Regions from separate parts of the Mus musculus genome. Here all the other regions are linked to region 1. The links are chromatin contacts, called in public Hi-C maps. All regions are on one chromosome and are shown on one strand. The core of a region is the stretch at or near the end of the contact, and the rest is flanking DNA. Distances in the headings are between cores, read along the strand shown.

The links. Hi-C and Micro-C count contacts between places; a contact is called where the count stands out from the background.
Region 2: a contact with region 1 is called in a Hi-C map of the N1E-115 cell line, with 4 times the contacts expected there. The contact joins two enhancer-like sites. A contact is called at or near these places in 5 of 484 Hi-C or Micro-C datasets (the C2C12 cell line, the N1E-115 cell line, bone marrow-derived macrophages and 2 more) and 4 of 115 datasets of contacts at active chromatin or transcription factors (double positive thymocytes and embryonic stem cells).
Region 3: a contact with region 1 is called in a Hi-C map of bone marrow-derived macrophages, with 2.3 times the contacts expected there. The contact joins two enhancer-like sites. A contact is called at or near these places in 5 of 484 Hi-C or Micro-C datasets (the G1E-ER4 cell line, bone marrow-derived macrophages and embryonic stem cells), 1 of 115 datasets of contacts at active chromatin or transcription factors (pancreatic cancer cells) and 1 of 9 other capture datasets (embryonic stem cells).

Annotation. Positions count from the first base shown.
Region 1 is chr16:30,774,922-30,777,909 of GRCm38.p6, forward strand. No RefSeq gene overlaps it. Among named protein-coding and RNA genes, the nearest start is that of Gm33502, 17 kb to the right of the region's middle. Within about 2 kb of position 1,465, at least 87 of the 459 cell types and tissues checked have an H3K27ac peak or open chromatin away from gene starts, as enhancers often do. A contact at or near this core is called in the N1E-115 cell line and bone marrow-derived macrophages, where this site is marked.
Region 2 is chr16:30,626,174-30,629,161 of GRCm38.p6, forward strand. No RefSeq gene overlaps it. Among named protein-coding and RNA genes, the nearest start is that of Fam43a, 28 kb to the left of the region's middle. Within about 2 kb of position 1,613, at least 22 of the 459 cell types and tissues checked have an H3K27ac peak or open chromatin away from gene starts, as enhancers often do. A contact at or near this core is called in the N1E-115 cell line, where this site is marked.
Region 3 is chr16:30,921,306-30,924,293 of GRCm38.p6, forward strand. All of the region lies in intron 2 of Gm46565 (a long non-coding RNA gene), which reads right to left. Among named protein-coding and RNA genes, the nearest start is that of Gm46565, 30 kb to the right of the region's middle. Within about 2 kb of position 1,531, at least 26 of the 459 cell types and tissues checked have an H3K27ac peak or open chromatin away from gene starts, as enhancers often do. A contact at or near this core is called in bone marrow-derived macrophages, where this site is marked.

The DNA.
Region 1 (2,988 bases), core at 215-2,714:
AAAAACTCTTCTTTTTTTTTTCATGGGTACCAGGCGTTCGTGACCGTGAGGATTGGCGATCAAGTGGAGCATGGCTGTTAAGACTCTCCCAAATGCACATTTAATCACAAAGCAAGTCAGCCACTTCTCTTCCTAGGCATCTGGTTCCCATCTGTACTATGACTGGGGGCTTGGAGGTGCTCAGAGCCCTGCTCTATCCAAAGGAGCTGACTTTCATTAGTTATGCCCGGAAGGCATCTAAGTAGGCAGGTCAGCGGTCATCGGTCAGCAGTGGGAATGGGGCAGAAAGCCAAGATTTCTTGCAAAGGGCTTCTTGCACCACAGGGGAAGGAGTTTCATTCCTGTCAAAGCAGACAACCCAAGCCTTTAGAGATTTCTGAAGCTATAGCCCCAGGCTGTTGGGTGTGTCCCAGCCTGGTCGCTAAGGAGGCTTGAACTCTATTGCCAGAGCTACAGCTCAGAGCTATAAGGAACGCCAGTCCCACCCTCCGGTCCCTCCTCACCATTCATAGCACATGTGCAAAGCAGCCTTCCTGTCAGAGAAGAGCGAGAACCAACTAGATTTAGTACAACAGATTCCAAGGGACATCTGAGGTCATGAACTGGCAAAGGACTGCTGGGTCAGCCTGGCAGGCTGCCAGGTGCCAGCTTGGGGCTCAGCTAAGGAAAAGCAGGAGAAGTCAGGAAGAGGCTTCCGCTGGGCACTGGGGACAGCTTCACGGCACGGCTAGTCCCCTTTGGGTACCAGATGACAGTGGCCACGGTTGTACGCTCCCCCCACCCCTCCATTTTCATGACTCCCTCTTCACAAAAGGCTTTTATCCCTGTGGGCTTGGTTGATTTGATTAGTGGCAGGACCATCCGTTTGACTTTGCAGATAAGGAAATGAAAGCTGAGAGTGGCCCCAGATGACCCAAGATCACTGGGCCTCTTTGAGGGACTTTGAGCCATCTCAGAGACCCTCAGCAGGCTCTCCACCCAGCGTGGTGGTGGCCTTTAGAGTCACCACCTGTCTCCACCTGCTCAGTCATGCAACACAATGGTACGGACAGTCTGTTCCCTTGCTCTTGTATAAAGTGTGAATACACGCGTCTTTATAGAAGATTGCTTTTTATTGATTTATAACTGGCCATATAAATGAAATCAGTGTGTGAACTATGCAAACATGGGTTTAAGACAAGCCTGGAGAACTCCCAGTGCCTCAGCCACTCCAGACGGGCCTCTTGGGGAGACCTAGGGCTACGGGGTCCTGCAGGATGAGGTCTGAATCCTGTCTAGGGGCCTGTACTGGGAGGTCTTTGCTAGGCGGTCTCGTGTTGCCAAGGCAGCTTATGTGAGCCGATCCTGCCGAGGACTCTACCCTGGGGCAGACAGTGAGTTATCTCACCCACTGCCTGTGCCTCTGGTGACCGGCTGGGCCAGGCTCTCCTGCAGGGCTGACATTCGTGATTTGCTGAGGGAGGAGCTGCTTCCCCTGGTGACTGAGGGGTGGTTTGAGGCTTTGGCTAGTGAACTGCGTGCCTATTATGCAAATGTCTAGGGTTTGCTTTTGGAATGGCTATAAAAATAGAAAATGAACAAGTCGGAGCTGAGGAAGTGGTGTTTTATAGTTATATGGGAGGAGTGGCAAGGGACTGATGATCCTTGAGCCAGCACCGCGATTCAGTTTCCACTCTGGCATTCAGGCCTCGCTTGCCAGCTTGACCACAAGCGATCCCCGTGTAGAGAACGCCTGGCTGCCACAGGCAGGTGTGGGAAGAAGCACTGAGATCTAAACAGGGGGCCTATCCGAGGTCACAGAGCTCTTATTCGGTGATTCTGTTTGGTAGGAGCCATGAGTGGTCACGGCACCACTTCTGTCCCTTAGCACCAGCCTAGGTGCCAGGCAGACAGTATCCACAGCATCAATCAGGAAAGAGGAAGCCCAGAGAAGGTGGGCAGGGGCTTCTTGTTAACCAGGTCAGGCTTTGTTTTCTGTATCACCACGCTGAGGTTAGCTAACAAAGAAGGTGAAGGGAAAGCAGGAGAGAAGCTGGGGTGTGAGGACAGAGCCCGGAGCCCAGAGCCGGAGCCAGGGAGCTGGTAAGGTGAAGTATTAGAAAGAGAGAACACAGCTGGAGAAAGTCTACGATAGACAAAGCCTCAGAGTGGAGTCCACTCTCCCTCAAGAGAGCCCAGCATGGCTGGCACCATGATAAATCAGCGCGGAAGGGACAACAGAAGCCGCTTCCCCACATCATCCTGACACGTGCACCTTCATGTGGACTCTGTGTGTCCCTCCCTCTCCCGCTGGGTCTGTGGGCACAACTAGGCGAGAGGACCCTCAGCTCTGCCTTCTTCACCACTTATGTCACATCTATGATGTCACTGGAGCCCCGAGAGGGTCCCAGTTCTGCAGACGCTCACTCTTATATAGTCCTGGCTATCCTGGAACTCACTTTGTAGACCAGGCTGGCCTCGAACTCAGAAATCCGCCTGCCTCTGCCTCCCGAGTGCTGGGATTAAAGGCGTGCGCCATCACACCCGGCTTAGCTTTCTTTTTAAATTAGCTTTTAAAGATTTATTTACTTTTATTTTATGTGTACAGGTGTTTTGTCTGCATGTACGATTGTATACTGTATGTGTGCAGTATCCTCAGAAGCTAGAAGAGGGAGACGGATTTCAAAAGGAACTAGAGTTACTGACAGTTGAGAGCCACCATGTGGGCGCTGAGAGTAGGAGTCAGGTCCTCTGGAAGAACAGACAGTGCTCTTAACTACAGAGCCATTTCTCCAGGCCCTCAGTTTTCTATTAAGCATTGTTAAATTGATACTGTGAGTGAGCTAAGTAAGCCACATAGGTAGACATGCCTGACTTTGTACAGTGGCAAAATGCATTGACTAACAAACCATTTATAAGCTGCAACGATTTCCTGAGCTTTAAGTCACTGGGTTTCCTTGATTTTTGCTTGGTCTTCATGACCATCAGTAAATATGGATTCTTTTATTC
Region 2 (2,988 bases), core at 363-2,862, 150 kb before region 1:
CGGTTACTCCCTTTCCTCTGCATTAGCTGATCCAATGTGCAGCATGGTTGAAGGCTGTCTTCTGGTTAAATGAGCTAGTCACATGGTTAAATGAGGCAGTCACATTCTACAAGGTATTTGGCTAAGGACTGGCTGTAAAAAATATGACATATTCTCATTTACACTTGAATACTCATCCCAACGGTGAGGGCAGACAAGTCCTTGGTAGAGGAGACAGGGAAGCACCAATTAGCAATGGTTAAAAAAAAAAAGTAGCAGCGATGGTAAAAATTTTAAGCGATTGATTGTAATTGATGGATTTAATATTTTTGAGATTCTTGGTGGCTCTTTCCCCTATGGCACTCTATGTCTCCAGTTCTTCAGCATCATACATTAAATTGGGTTTTTACATTCCCTACTGCATACCAGCCTAGTCAATTTCAAAGCAAGCGTCTACCCACTGGTAAGATTATTCAATCCTGGCCACAGCTTGGCCTATGAAAGGGTGATATAATGCTCATGTAAGTGAGAGAGAGTTTGTAGCTGGCTCTGCACCTACTTTTGGTCCCCATTCTTCCTCCTGCTGCCTAATGTCAACTCACAAGGATTCTAACCAGCTAATGATTAACCACATATTTGATGAGGGTTGCCTATGTGGAGAATCTTGGGGAAGGGTCTGGGGAAGAAAGAAATGAATCCGACATTGTTCTCACAGGAATGGCCATTGCTGTATACAACTTCAGGAGAATCTGACTTCTATTCCACTTCCAAGGCAGGCATCACTAATCTATCTACCTATTAACTTACACTGGGCCTGAGTAGTCTATCTATTAATTTACATTGCACCCTAGTGGGATTTCAGAAGATCAATACAATCACCAGCTGTCACTCAAGATGGTAAGAGTGGACATCTACTCAGCACTTACTATATGCCCTGTATCTGCTATTTCCATATTTGCTATTAATATTTCCTTTAAAAAAAAAGATTGCCGGGCAGTGGTGGTGCACGCCTTTAATCCCAGCACTTGGGAAGCAGAGGCAGGCAGAATTCTGAGTTCGAGGCCAGCCTTGTCTACAGAGTGAGTTCCAGGACAGCCAGGGCTACACAGAGAAACCCTGTCTCGAAAAACCAAAAAAAAAAAAAAAAAAAAAAAAAGAGATTTATATATTATTATATCTAAGTACACTGTAGCTGTCTTCAGATGTACCATAAGAGAGCATCAGATCTCATTACAGATGGTTGTGAGCCACCCATGTGGTTGCTGGGATTTGAACTCAGGACTTTCAGAAGAGCAGTCAGTGCTCTTAACCACTGAACCATCTCTCCAGCCCTATTCATATTTCCTATTGTGTTACTTCTACGTGACTCTTGAGGCAGATGCTGTCAAGTCTTTGTTGTACAGACGAACAACAGCCTTTGCGAAGTCCAGGCTCTTGTTCCCCAGAGAGAGATCTATGATTTGAACCCAGGTGGTCCAATGCAGAGTGCGGTCTGCTTTCAATCTTTTCTGTGTTCTGTTTTCTAACGCCAGTGCCCTGACACCCTCTGCTTTTCTTAGCACAGATCTGGCATGGCTTGAGGGAGAGGGCAATTTGACATCCCTTGGCTGCTCTAGCTGATCCCCTGGCGCTCCGCAGCCAATGAGCACGGGCCTCATTTCACAGAAGGAAGTGCATAAGGGCTATGACATTGTCTAGGTGACAGCTGAAACCACAGGAAGAAATGGAAGCTAGGCTAGAGAATTCCCAGGCGCAGGCCTGGGATCAGCCCAGGAACCCAGGGGACTTGGAGGATGTTTATAAATGTCTCTTCTTATTCCTCAAAGCCCAACTTGGTTTAATTCTGCAAATACACCCGAGACTAAGAACATAGAGACAATAGATCTGAGTCAAACCTGCCTGATATTTTGTACAGAGGAAGTGCCGGAGAAGTGCAAGTGGCTGGCAGTGAAAAGATTCTCTGGCAGGAATGTCTGACCATTGGTCTGGACTCTCCACAGCGCTTTCCTGCAGTTCTTGCATCACCCGCATTAATAGATACAGGGTTAAACTGGGGAAACCAAAAGCTTTTCGGTCAAGGTTGTGCACCAGATATCCTGCCAACCCTCATTAGAAGTAAAAAAAAAAAAAAGTTGATTGTTTGTTAAATAAATTTTGTTATTTCTAAGCAGAGATTGGTGGCCAGAAACATGAAATAAAAGCACAGACTGCCCACTTCTTCCCCAAACCCAAAGTCTGACTTCAAAACAAACAAACAAACAAACCCCCAAACAACTCCATCTTAAACCTTTCTGAAAGGCCAATCTAATTAGCTACATATTTTCCTTCCAGCTAAGGGTAGATGGCTTTCTACCATCCCACAGAAGGATTTTAAGTCTAGATCTACAGGTCACCTAGATACCGGTCTCCACGCCCTGCATTCCAGCAGCGAAGAAAAGAATTACTCATTCCCTGGGGCATTGGTTGTACAAGCCTTTAATCCCTGCACTCCGGAGGCGCAGGCAGGTGGATCTCTAAGAGTTTGAGGGCAACATGGTGGACAGAGTGAGTTCCAGGACAGCTGAAGCTATACAGAGAAACCCTGTCTTGAAAAACTAAAACCAAACCAAGCTAATCAAACAAACAAACAAAAAGTAAACAAAAAAGCGTGCTTGCGTGATTGGAGGAGGGAGGGAGAAGGAGAGAGGGAGAGGGAAGGAAGGAGAGGGAGGGAGGAAGAGAGAGAAGGAGAGGGAGGGAGGAAGAGAGAGAAAGAGAGGGAGGGAGGATGAAGGAGGGAGGGAGAGAGAGATGAAGAGAGGAAGGGAGGGAGGGAGAAGGAGAGAGGGAGAGAGGGAAGGAGGGAGAGAGAATTACACACAAATAGAGTAACCTTCTGGAACCTGTGAACGTCATCTCATTTGGGAGAAGAGTATCTGTTAATTATTTCTCTAGTGCTGTGCTAACATATGACTAGGGCAACTTATAGAAGGAAGAGTTTATTTGCGCTATGGTTTCAGAGGGAGACTG
Region 3 (2,988 bases), core at 281-2,780, 150 kb after region 1:
GTTAAGACAGGCAGAGTAGACATGGAACTCAGAAAGGGTGCAATGTCAGCAGCTGGCAGACTGGACCCCGCCAGCATCCAGACCCATCTCTCATATATAGAATGGAAAATGAGAAACTTTCCTCAGCAAAGCAGAGGAGAGCCGGGCATGGGGACACAGACCTATGATTCCAGCTATGTGGAAACTGAGACAGGGGACTAATTCACTACTCCAAGGGTATTCATGTTACAGTGCGAGGTCAGGGCCAGCCAAAGGAGCTTGGTAAGACCCTGTCTCAAAAATAAAATAAAATATTAAAATGGCTGAGGTGCAGCTCACAATGGGAGGGGGTTTGCTTAGCATGTCTAAGGTCCTGGATTTGATCCTCAGGACCACAAAAAGGGAGTGGTCTCTCCAGCCCATAGGCCAGTCCTCCCTCCCCAACAACACTTGTCTGGTAAGCACAACTATGAAACCATAGCAACAGAAGGAGCCCTAGACTGGACTTGAAAGCTGACCGACTTCTACCCTGCAAGTCAGGCCAGGCCTCCCAGCCCTCCAGCCTTCCTCCTCATCATCTGTGGGGTAAGAACTGAACCTCCCCAACTCCAAGGTCTTGCACACTACCCTAGGGCCTGTTCTCTCCAGCCCTCTCTCTCATTCTAGAATAGGCAGCTATTCCAGGGATAGCTCCCAGAACTAAATACCAGACTCCTGAGGGAGAGGGGTCCTATGGGGCAAGTTTTACAGTCACCTTCCATCCCCAGACAGCCTGAGGGATGGGCTGAGCCTCAATGAGCTCCTTCCTGCTGGCTGCTGAGTGTCTGAACTCCCTCCCCAGCCTGAAGCTCCACTTTTTAACCTCACCCAGGAAGCAAGAAGTTCCTTGAGCATTAAGCTAACAAGCATCCACCCCTACTGGTTTAAAATACAGAACCCAGAGTAGAAAAGGCTATTCAGATTACTGGAGAGTTCTGGAGTCCCACTCTTCTCACCCAGCCTCCTTCCCATGTTCCCTTCTCCAGTGACCATACACCCAGCAAGTCAGGAGGTGGACAGGGATACACTCAGGCTGCTTAGAGACTTCATATGGACGTAGGGGCACTAGCATCCCTCTGCTGCTCAGCACACAATTCAGGTATCACAATTAGGGTGCTTACAGACTGCACATGGACATCACTAGCATCCCTCCTCTGCTCTAGCATCCAGTCCAGGGTACCACATCATTAGGGTGCTTTGTGTCCCTCCATCACAAGAGTCTCTCAGTGCTGCCATCCTCCATCAGGGCTCCTCAGCCATGATTGCTCACTGGAACTTCCTGGTCAGCCAAGTCACCAGGGCCAGGAACAGAGCCAGTGCTAGTTGTACCAGAACACACACACACACACACACACACACACACACACACACCCCACCCTGCTGTGGTGGGACCAGCTGTTACTTTCTAAGGCCATTCTGAAGCTGATGCTCAGCCACCCAGAGTTGAGAGGGGCAGCTCTTAAAATCCCCATGTGTCCACTCATTCTGTCATGTGTCTCTTAGAATGGGGAAGCAGCTCTTCCTAAATTAATTTTTGATGACTCATGAATAGTGTATACATTTCTTACATCCAGCTCACTGCTGCTTTGTCAGTATCTCGCCAGATCACAGCAGCATGGCTAAAGGCTAGGCCCCCTCATAATTAATCCCTCAATATTATGCTTTTCCCTTTCTCCAGTCTTTTCCATCCCTAGAAACATTAGAAAACGGGACAGTGTCTGTTGATGATGTCAAGTAATATGTGACATTAAGCAATAAGCGTTTTTTCTTTAAAAAAATCTTAAACTGTTTCTCTACATTGTTCATGACTTGCTAAGTGTAGCTTGAATATTTTAGTAGTTTTGGGATATTTTGTGGAATGAAAATACATTAACTTAGTTATCTATGGATACATAGGATATTTCAGAGATTTTGTTCTTGAAAGTCTGGGTCATGCTATCTTGAGTACAGCATAGTAAGTCTTACAACACAGGTTTTCCCTTAATAAACATAGCTTTATTTTTTTTCTAGTACATTCTTATATTTAAAAGTGAATGCCTTTGAGTGGAGGTAGCCCATGGCCAAGTGGAAGTGGAGATATTAGGTTTCATTTTAGGTCACTACCCTATCCTCAGCCCAGACAGCTCCCCTAAATGATTCTCCAGTCGCTCCTCAGCAGCAGGTATGAGGGGATCCATTCCCCACCCCACACCTCCTGCATCACTGTCAAAGCCTGCTTCACCAAACCTCCTTTTGTCCATAGCGTGATGAATGTGATTTCATTCCTTTCCTTTGTGGTCACATGACCATCTTAATAGACCAATAAGACATCAAAGTTCAAAGAGATTCCAGTGATCATGTACCCTAACCTCGTTGCTTTAAGAACGTTTCTGTTGCATAAAAATTACATGACGTCATCACAACACAAGTTTTCATTATGTATATATCATCTCTATAGTATAGTGAACAGAAATTAAAAATTCCCCTTTGCATTCTTTTTCTCTTGCTGAGAGAAGCACTAATGTTAACAGTTGGTACATGTAGTGGCGGCTTGTGTTCTTCTGCTAATTATGTTACCCCAAAAACCTGTCTACGGTGTCCCCCACATAGGACTAAAGGAAGCCTGTCCCCAGTTGGGTTTTGACTGCTCAGTAAAGTTACCAGCAGCCAATGGCTGGACAAGGAGACAGAGGCGGGACTTCTAGGATCCCTAGGAAGGGACTGAAGAAGGATGGAGAGGGGATTGTTCTATGATGAGGGCATAGGAGACGAACCACGCAGGGAAGTTGCAGGAGGGAGAGACAGAGGACATGTAGGGAGGGAGCGGGGATGGCCCCAGGAGGACTGCCCAGCAGGGTCCAACCCCAGAGTGGATGACAACCTCCTCGAAGCCACATAGACAAAGATGGCTCTCCATAAACTCCATATCGAGTTTACCTCGAGGAAGCACATGAAACAGGGAACCTCAACAAGCAGGGTCCAGGGCAGCAA